3 separate regions of the Mus musculus genome follow, and all the other regions are linked to region 2. A link is a contact called in public Hi-C and HiChIP or PLAC-seq data. All regions are on one chromosome and are shown on one strand. The core of a region is the stretch at or near the end of the contact, and the rest is flanking DNA. Distances in the headings are between cores, read along the strand shown. Region 1 overlaps Etnk1 (ethanolamine kinase 1). Region 2 has its middle 23 kb from the start of St8sia1. Region 3 overlaps Gm31108 (predicted gene, 31108).

Region 1 (2,940 bases), core at 130-2,629, 200 kb before region 2:
AAAGAGGTCTTATGATCTTTAGGGTGCCAGAAAAATCAAATTACAGCACTGGGAAATATTCTCCTAGCAACAGAACATGTTGTTTCTTTTCACCGTGAGTTTAATTTTTTTTAATATTTCCCAGTATTAATAATGTCCATTACTCTTAATAACTAATTCCTTCAGACAAGAATTTCTCCTTGAGGTCTCAAAGGTGAACAGATAATGAAAACACACCCTAGAATCTGATGTGCACACTCACTTCCCAAGGAGGGGCTTCTAGATCATCCAGATTCTCAGGGCATCCTTAACCTTTAAAAAAAATGATCAGCTTAAAGGCTAGCATTGATTTTTATAATCTTTAAATAATTGCACCAGTGACACACAACACAAAGCAAATAATGGATGAATTTGAATTTTCAAAAATATTTTTGATTTTTTTTACTACTGCTTGAAGCCCTCACCACTGTAGGAAAAATCCAGTTAAACTGGTCAAATCTCAATGCAAGAAAACTAGTCTTCCATTTATTAAAGCATGTTAAAGCCAAAAACGAACTAAACAAGGCTATATAATTATAACAAGACACATGTCTTGACCTTATCTTATTACAAATGAAAAGAAAAGTCACCTATTTGAGAGTCGGACCCTTTCCAGCCCAGCTCTTAGACATGGAGAAACAGCGGTGAGGAAAGTTCACAGGAATTCTGTGTAAGAGCTTGGCAAGAGGATGTGAGCGAGGAAATACCCACCTCCAGCCCAGGCCAGCACACATCACTCTCACTGTAAGAGCAGGGACTGGCAACAGCTGTGTGAGGCTGAGCCTGGGGAGGGACACAAGAGCCCTCGTGGTACATGGGAAGTAGTCAAATGCTAGGAGAGAAATGGAGGCTCTACTACACAGAACACAAGCACAGTAGCAGGAGAGGAAGGGCTGCAAGAGCATTTCCACAAAGGGGAAACACGGCATTTAACATTCTCACCCAGGTATGACTGAAATACAGTGGGCCTAGCGCATGCGTCTGAAAAGGCTCATGCAAACAACTCAGGAAAACCAGTGGGTCACACCCAGGCACACACAGAAAGAGGAGAGAGGGATGCTGGGAAGAAAGGGCTCAGCAGGAATGGGGAAAGAACAAGAGAATACTGGAGGAGGAAGGACCGCCGTACACCAGAAACTGTGACACTGTCAGGCAGTAAAAATAAACACTGAAAACAAACATCCAGCAATCTCAGTCAGTGCTCCTTAATAACTAAGGAATGCAGGGGACTGTTTGTTGGGTTTTAAAACAGGGTCTTGCTCTGTAGCCCTGGCTGCCCTGTCACTCACTACATAGACAGCACAGGTCTCTAACTCACAAAATTTCCATGCCTCAGTCTCCTGCGAGCTAGGATTACAGACATGCACCATTGCGTCTGGCTAGAGTCCTGCTGGACGCTGACTGTCTTGGGCTGCTCTACTCTCACACACAGTAGTCTAGAGTAAATCAATTCAGGATTAGTGTATTCTTCTCGAGAGCACGAGGCTCTCTCCAGGATGGTAGAACTGTTCTGTACTTAAGGGCCTTCAGCTTATAGGGGCAGACACCTGTCAAATTCTACAAGTAGCATGCTTAAAACTTGTTTTTAAAGGCAGGTTTCCACTATGTTGCCTAGGTTACCTTGAATTTCTCAGGCAACAGATATCCCACGCTTTCAGTTTCCCAATGGCTGCAATGCTACTCCACATCACCACCCCCAGCTTGCTATGCTAAGCCTGGCACAGTACACTTCAGTGCATGCTGAGCTCTAAACACACTACACTGTAAAGAACTTGGGGATGGAAACCACGCAGGTCTGCAACTCAGTGAAGATAAAGTAAGAAAGGAAGACAGACTGATGAATGAGCAGGTGAGGTGGGATACAGCACAAACTTGTCAATCGTAGAGACTCTAGGTACCAGGTACAGGGTTAGAAAGAGTTAGGTCTATATCTGTATTTGTAGATATTTAAACTCAGTACTCTATAAACATGGCTTTTATTTTAAAGATATGGTGGTACTCCAAGCAGGCAAGCAAAGGTATATATGTGTATGAATATATTGATTTTTATAAGCAAACTGTTTATATGACTATGTACCTATTTCTGCTTGTTTCATCAGTAACGTTTCAAAGACAAGATTCTGTTTGTTTCTGTTATTTCTTTAATAGGGACTGGGGGAGGAGGAGCCTAAAACCTACCCAAGAATGACCCTGAATTTCCTGTCCTTTGTTTCTACCTTCCAAGTACTGGGATTACAGTACTGGCACACCCACTTACTCGACGCTGGCTGAAGATGGAGGAGGATGGCTGAGGATGGCTGAGGCTCTGTATGTACTAGGTCAGCAGTTAGCAACTGAGCTACATCTGGTACCACAAGGACAGCTCCACTGAGGCTGATCTGTGTCGGTCAAGCAGGAAGGGCTAAGAAATCTCTATAAACCTCCTAGCAAGTCAGATTTGTATTAAATGTTAAAATAAACCCATGGGAAAGATCTTCTACATCACTAAAACAATAAGTTCTGTGTTAGTAAGAGCAGAATGGATCTTGTTTAGAGCCAATCAGAGGACAGTAGTACAGACTTTCCTACCTACCGTGTACAAAACTAAAACCATTCCAATAAAAGGCCTTCATTTTCTTCTACTTTTGTTTTGCCTAAATGCCAATCAACTTCTTGTGTTTTACTGAATAGAAAATGGACAATGATTAACATCCCTTAAATTTAAAGTTATAGTAAGACTTATACATGGGCTCTTATGAAGAAATTGGGATGAGGGTAAGAAACAAATTAACTAAAGTCATTGTCAAAGCAAAGAACCTTCTAACAAAAGTAGAGACAAGCTCTCAATCTTGAAAACTTCATCAATGGCTTCTGATATGTCCCCAACTGAAGAATTAGCTAATATCCAAATAGAATACTACGAACTGCAAGTCACTCCGAGTT
Region 2 (3,020 bases), core at 354-2,853:
CTATTTGTGTTTGCTGGTCATTCACCAGAGAAGCTCACACTTGATGAAAACATTTCACTGACTGGGTCATCAAGAGCAGTGCTGCTGTTAGTCCCGAGGAGAAGGGCAGAGCCAGGAGTCAGGAACCAGGACCTAGGACCCAAGACCGGGGACTCGGGAGCTGTGAACTTCCTATGAAACTTGAAACTATTACATTAGTGTAGCTGTACGTTGGGACAGCAGTCAAGTTAAAAACTGCAAAGCTAAAATTGAGCCGCTTGAGAGTTTTGATCCACAGAAACTCATTAATGAAGCCACATTATGGTGCTGATTCTGACTTAGAGCGATGTACAGCAGGGCCTTGGATGCTCAGGTATATCTATGGAAGACCCAATAACTCTGTCAACTAGCAGCTAGACTGAACCACCAGTCCTGTCTCAAGGGTAGCAGGATTCTGTGACTCCAGGCCACACCTTCCTCTTCCACCAACTTATTGTTTCATATCTTGTAGGTATGGAAAAATCAAGCTGTTTGATCCAGTTCTGGGTGTAGCACATATACCCCACTGAGCCTCTGACTTTGCCAAAATAGTGCAGCAGGCAAACGCAGAACTGAAAACCCAATTCACTGTTAGGGTCGAGTTCACCTCTGTGCCTGGCAGGAGGTTCTCTTTGCTTTTGTTACATCTCTCTGCACAGGGCTCTCCGGGAGCCACCGTAGCTCAGCCTTAGCAGCCCTCTACTTAGCAGGGCAAGTGACCCAGCTCAGAAATACCCAGGTACAGGTGCACATTTGCATACTTAAAAGGTGGGAGAAAATGAGTGTGGTTGCATAGGCGTGTTTGTGTGGTCCTAGCTTTCAGGAAGTCGAAGCAAGAAGAATATGAGCTCCAGGTCAGACTATGCAGCAAGACCCAGTCTAAACACAGGTAAAGTAACAGAGACAGGCAGGCAGGCAGGCAGGAGCATCTCACATTTCCATTTGTCTTACTTACTTTGCTTTAGAGTAAATCAGCTGATTTGTCCCCTTTTGAACCCATTTTGCTTCTGACATCATTATTGTGCTCAGAAGCAACCTATGTGGCTGTAGCCAAAAGATAGCTTGCTTTGTCTGTCCTTGCAGCCCGACATAAATTGGCTTAGGCGTGGAAAAGTAGTGTCAAAAGCTGGGAAGAACCTGCTTTATGTAGTGTGCTTAAATGCACACCTGCTTTGTTTTGTTTTAAAAACATTTTTCTAAACTTATGGGGTTCTTTTTTTTTAAAAGGATTTATTTATTTTATGTATATGAGTGCACTGTGGCTGTACAGATGGTTGTGAGCCTTCATGTGGTTGTTGGGAATTGAATTTTAGGACCTCTGCTCGTTCTGGTCAACTCCGCTCGCTCTGGTCAGCCCTGCTTGCTCAGGTCCTGCTTGCTCCAACCCAAAGACTTACTATTATTATTAATAAGTACACTGTTGCTGTCTTCAGACACACCAGAAGAGTGTGTCAGATCTCATTACAAGTGGTTGTGAGCCACCATGTGGTTGCTGGGATTTGAACTCAGGACCTTTGAAAGAGCAATCAGTGCTCTTATCAGCTGAGCCATCTCGCCAGCTCAGATGGACTGCCACGCACTCTGGTCGAGTCAGCTTGACAGGCCGAGAGGCTTGGAAGCTACCCACGAGGCAGAAGAGTTTCACAGAGACTCACTCCTAGAGTCTGGCGTTCTCTCTAACCCATACATCAATTTTCCATTCCCGCGTTAGTCTAGTGTATGGATCCACGTGCTCTCTTTTAGTATTATCCTATTATAAGTGCCTTTTAAGATTGAATTCTGACATAGCTAAAGCCTTTGCCAGTGTTCCAACAGTCCTAGAAAGTCCTTGAGCAAGACCATGGGCTTGGAACTCAGTAAGAATGTTGCTATTCAGTGACATTCAGAATTGCCTCTGGTACTACACTATCACTTTGAATAAAAGCTAGGTCACTGCCCTACACAGGAATTTACCATCACCTAGGAAGAAGGAAGTTTCAGACCTAAGGAGAAACCAGAATAGATACTTAGAACTATAGCTGAGTTACACCCATACACAGGTATTTACAATGGCCTAAGGGGAAGGTGGACTATACAATAGACTAAAATAGGAACTATGGCAAGGGCACGAAGCCCTTGACCCTGGCTTCTAAGATTAAGTGAATCTTAGGTGGAGCCCTTGTTGATCCCAGTTGTTAACAATGAATTCTATCCCAGGTGGTTCCTGTTAGACCTTCTGTGTTTGCATTCCTCTGTTTTATGTAAGAATCCAGTAACCTCTTTGTACCTTGCGAGTATGTCACCCAACTTCCTTATTGTCTTCTGTATAAAAAGTTTGATGCTCGATTTGACAAATTACATTCAGATTCTACACAACCTCTCCTGTGTGCATCTGTCAATTCATCCGACGCTTTGCCCACCCGTGACTAGAGACCGGTTCCACACAGACAAAGAGGCCCAGAGGGTCTGCGGCAATGGACACCTGTTAATAGGTGTTTAATCAGCACTTAATAAAGCTTCGGGCATATGTACAAAAATATTGTTTTCAATCTAACATCAGGAGTTATAACAATACATAAAAATGATTCAGGTTACAGATTGTTTTCTGTATTTTTTATTATTATCATCATTCTTTGCTCCTTTTTAAAAATACAGTCTAGTAGTTATCCCCCTCCGGGTTTGACCTCTGACAATTTCTCATCCCATTCCTCCTTCCCCCTCTCCAAGAGGATGTCCCCACAACCCCCCATCCCAGAAAACTTCCTCACTCCCTGGGGCTTCAAGCTGCTCCAGGGTTAGGTGTATCTTCTTGAGTCCAGACCCAGCAGTCCTCTGCTGTTTATGTGTTGGGGTCTCATATTAGCTGGTGTATGCTGTCAGGTTGGTGGCTCAGTGTCTGAGAGATCTTAGGGGTCCAGGTTAATTGAGACTGCTGGTCTTCCTATGGGGTCACCCTCCTCCTCAGCTTCTAGCCTTTCCTTAATTTAACCACAGAGGTCCCCAGAGGGAGGGATCTTAGATGA
Region 3 (3,405 bases), core at 421-2,920, 160 kb before region 2:
TGACAAAGTGCCTGTTTGGGTGTGTATGTTTGCCCAGGTGCTGGCCTGTTCTTCTCTCTCTTGAAATCTCACTTTACAAGGATGTGTTACTGCCTCTGGGCACCTGTACTAGTGGCCCTTGTTTCCATATTCTATTCTGTTATTTCATTAAAGCACACAAGATGAAAAGGAATTTATTTCAGAGCACAGCCTGTACTGTTGGAAAGGGTTAAATCTCGGTTCACAGTCGGTGAGCTTTAGACTGAAAGTTTGACCTGGACACACGTGTGTTTCCCTTGGCTTTCGTTGGCTCTACTCAGCTTAGCAACAGTCATGGACAATTGATCATGAATCTTGGGTTGTTACTGCCCCACCCGGCAACCAGAAGAAAGCAATCTCTGAAGAGACGCCCTTTGATATGCCAGGGAACTGCAGTCCTGTCAATATCAGGTGCCCTTAGATACATTAATGAACTCTAGCCCCATGTCAACATCAGAGGAGACTGTGTGAGTACCCAAGGCTTCGTGGGTCAGCAGGAGTCACTGGGAGCCTTAGTCACACAGGCAAAGATCTTTAATTATTTTTATTTTAAATTGTGTGTGTGTGTGTGTGTGAATGTGTGCAGGTGCCTACCTATATAGGCCAGAAGTGTCAGATCACCCTGGAGTTGGAATTACCGGTGGCTGTGAGCCATCCCACGTGGCAGCTGGGAATCACACTCAGGTCCTCTGCAAGACCAGTGTGCACTCCTCCACTGAGGTCTCTCTACCCCATCTCTAACATTTTAAACATGAAGCAAACAAGGCATATGAAAGACCACTAAGAACCACATAAAATTCCACAGATGCACATAAGCCAGCCCTTACAATGATGAATCTTTAGTCATTTTGCCTCTGGATTTTTGCCAGTATGAGTTTAAGCCTTCCCAATTCATTTAACCCCTCCTTTCCTAAAGAAAACCACCGCCCTACACTCGGTGTGTATGCATAAATGTTTTACACACATGAGTCCTGTATAGTGTTATTCTAAACTTTTATAAGTGATACAAATTATTCTGCAAACCACTTTTTAAGATTGAAATTCCATTAAAAATTAAATGAGCTCAGAAGTTTTTAATTAAGCTAATTCATTTATTTTATGTATTTGATTATTTACTTTTAATGCAAGGCCTTTCTTCTGTAGCCCTGGGTGACCTCAGACTTGCTTTGTAGCTCAGGCTGACCTAAAAAATTCCTAACAAGCCTTCTGCCTCAGCCGCCTGGGTGGGATGCTCCGATTCCCTGTTCACTGAAGTTCTTTAGTGAAACAGAATATCCCCTTCTCCACCTATAATAAGATGGGACATTTTGTCTCTGACCCTGTTCCTGCCAGAGAGATGAAACCGTAAGAATTTGGGAATGTTAGGAGTAGGTGTCTCTTGTTCTTAATGAGGCCACTCCTGCGCAGGCGCCTAGAGGCTCAGCATGGGGGATCGATCGTTGTCAGAAAGCCCAGGCCTTAATCAGAAACTTGAAACATTCACTGCCATCTCCAGTGTCTCAGGAGAAGGCAAGGGTTGGAGACTTGAGTTACTCTCCATAATAGCCAGGACCATTCCCCGCACGGTGAAACCTCCGCAGCAATCCACGAAGACGCGCTGTTGAGGTGGCTCAGGGATCACGTGATTTTGGTTCCTAGACCCCACCTTGGAAGGAGCTCGCAAAGTTGCCTGCTGACCTCTGTTGGTCGGCGTTCTGCCCACCTCAGGGCACAGCCGACAGGGAGGCGAAACTCAGGGAGTTTGCTGCCCTCATCCTGCGGCATTGCTGGGCCAGCGCTGGGCTTCAGAGAAGCACGGAGACACTGCTCTGGGAAACTGCTTACTGTTCCACCCAACAGACACGCCGGACAAACAGACTTCTACTCCATGCATTCATATACCACACTTACATCACACACACACTAGCAATAATCATCAACTAGTTCATATAACACACTTACACACATGACACACACACGGAATAATCACCAACTAGATTTAAACCTTAGTCCTCAAAGATCGGGCACAAGACAGCTCCCGCTAAGGCAGAAGGATCACGTTTGCGGTTACCTGGGCAACTTAACGCGCTTATTTTAATAAGCAAATACATAAATAGGTCTGTGTGTAGCTGCGTGGTGGAGTGCTGGCCTAGGGTATGATAGGCTCTAAATTAATCTCCAAAGCCATTAAAATTCCGAAAAGATCTCTCAGGAGGCTTCTCAGAGACAGCAGACCTCAGCATCACAGGACACAGGAGCTTGAAGACTTGAAGTTGGGACTCCTTCAGGCTTACTATTTCCCCCCTGGCTGTTCACTTATCACCTTTATTGTTGTTGTTTTGGTTTGGTTTTTGGTTTTTCGAGACAGGGTTTCTCTGTGTAGCCCTGGCTGTCCTGGAACTCACTCTGTAGACCAGGCTGGCCTCGAACTCAGAAATCCACCTGCCTCTGCCTCCCAAGTGCTGGAACTAAAGGTGTGTGCTACCACTGCCCGGCTCACTTATTGCCCTTTAAATTTTCCTTTCTCTTTATTCAGAGAGAGAGAATCTCATGGAGGCCAGGCTGATCCCAGACTCACTGTATAGCAGAAGGTGACCTTGAGTCCAAGATCCTTCTGCCTCTAACAGAAAAGTGGAGACTGCACACGCTCACTATCACAGTCTCCACTGTCACCTTCATCAGAAGAAAAGAGACAGTGTTGTGCGAACTACTACCTACCTAGGTGGAAAACACATAGAATATTCCAGAAATATTTAAGACTCATGAATTTAAACATAAGACCAAAAGAACCTAGGTCCATTAGGAAATTAGACACTTCTCCCATAACCCAGGCTGGCAGGAACTGTGGGGATCCCCTGCCTCAGTTTCCCATCTGCTGGGATTACATTTGCGAGCAACCACACTGGGCTGAGTAGATTTCTTACTTCCTTAAATAATTCAGTGTAGCAATGGGTCTAATAATCCCTTTGAAGAAGGATTTGACCATAAATGATATATTTTTTTAAATTATAATATTCTCTGGGTGGAAAATTCATGGTCACTACTAATGCTATGTCAGAGCTCAGGCCATGTGTGAGGCATGTGAGGAGATTTCTGAGAGTCTGTGAGAAAGCTCCAAGTAAGCAAGACAAGGGTCTTGACCCCTCTGCTCCTCCGGAGCACAGATTTGTACTGACACAGCACTTTCTTACCCTCCAGGGTGTAGGAAGTACAGGTTTGACTTCAGACTGCCCCAAGTCTTTCCCATTATCATTCAGAATGGCATTTCCAAGAGCTTGTCTTTGTGACTGTACAGCCTCAACTCACGTGACCTTGCCCTTGTGACTGTATACAACTTCAATTGAGTGAACTTTGCTCACGACTCTGCCTAACTCCTGAATTAATTACCCTCAGAAAGGCAGTTATCAG

Evidence for each region. A called contact is a pair of places that touch in the nucleus more often than the background predicts. HiChIP or PLAC-seq counts read pairs in DNA pulled down with a chosen protein or histone mark.
Region 1: a Hi-C map of embryonic stem cells shows a contact between it and region 2, with 1.7 times the contacts expected there. The contact joins two enhancer-like sites. A contact is called at or near these places in 3 of 15 datasets of contacts at CTCF or cohesin (the NIH/3T3 cell line, large pre-B cells and pro-B cells), 15 of 484 Hi-C or Micro-C datasets (the AML12 cell line, B cells, CD4 T cells and 10 more) and 3 of 115 datasets of contacts at active chromatin or transcription factors (embryonic stem cells and microglia).
Region 3: a contact with region 2 is called in an H3K27ac HiChIP or PLAC-seq map of embryonic stem cells, with 22 read pairs. The contact joins two enhancer-like sites. A contact is called at or near these places in 1 of 15 datasets of contacts at CTCF or cohesin (the NIH/3T3 cell line), 2 of 484 Hi-C or Micro-C datasets (both in embryonic stem cells) and 5 of 115 datasets of contacts at active chromatin or transcription factors (bone marrow-derived macrophages and embryonic stem cells).

The regions. Positions count from the first base shown.
Region 1 is chr6:143,189,765-143,192,704 of GRCm38.p6, reverse strand. All of the region lies in intron 4 of Etnk1 (ethanolamine kinase 1), which reads right to left. Among named protein-coding and RNA genes, the nearest start is that of Etnk1, 24 kb to the right of the region's middle. Within about 2 kb of position 1,379, at least 42 of the 459 cell types and tissues checked have an H3K27ac peak or open chromatin away from gene starts, as enhancers often do. A contact at or near this core is called in embryonic stem cells, where this site is marked.
Region 2 is chr6:142,985,499-142,988,518 of GRCm38.p6, reverse strand. It overlaps a transcript of St8sia1 not described here. Among named protein-coding and RNA genes, the nearest start is that of St8sia1, 23 kb to the right of the region's middle. Within about 2 kb of position 1,603, at least 6 of the 459 cell types and tissues checked have an H3K27ac peak or open chromatin away from gene starts, as enhancers often do. A contact at or near this core is called in embryonic stem cells, where this site is marked.
Region 3 is chr6:143,142,231-143,145,635 of GRCm38.p6, reverse strand. The region is part of intron 5 of Gm31108 (predicted gene, 31108); the gene reads left to right. Among named protein-coding and RNA genes, the nearest start is that of Gm38921, 3.1 kb to the left of the region's middle. Within about 2 kb of position 1,670, at least 35 of the 459 cell types and tissues checked have an H3K27ac peak or open chromatin away from gene starts, as enhancers often do. A contact at or near this core is called in embryonic stem cells, where this site is marked.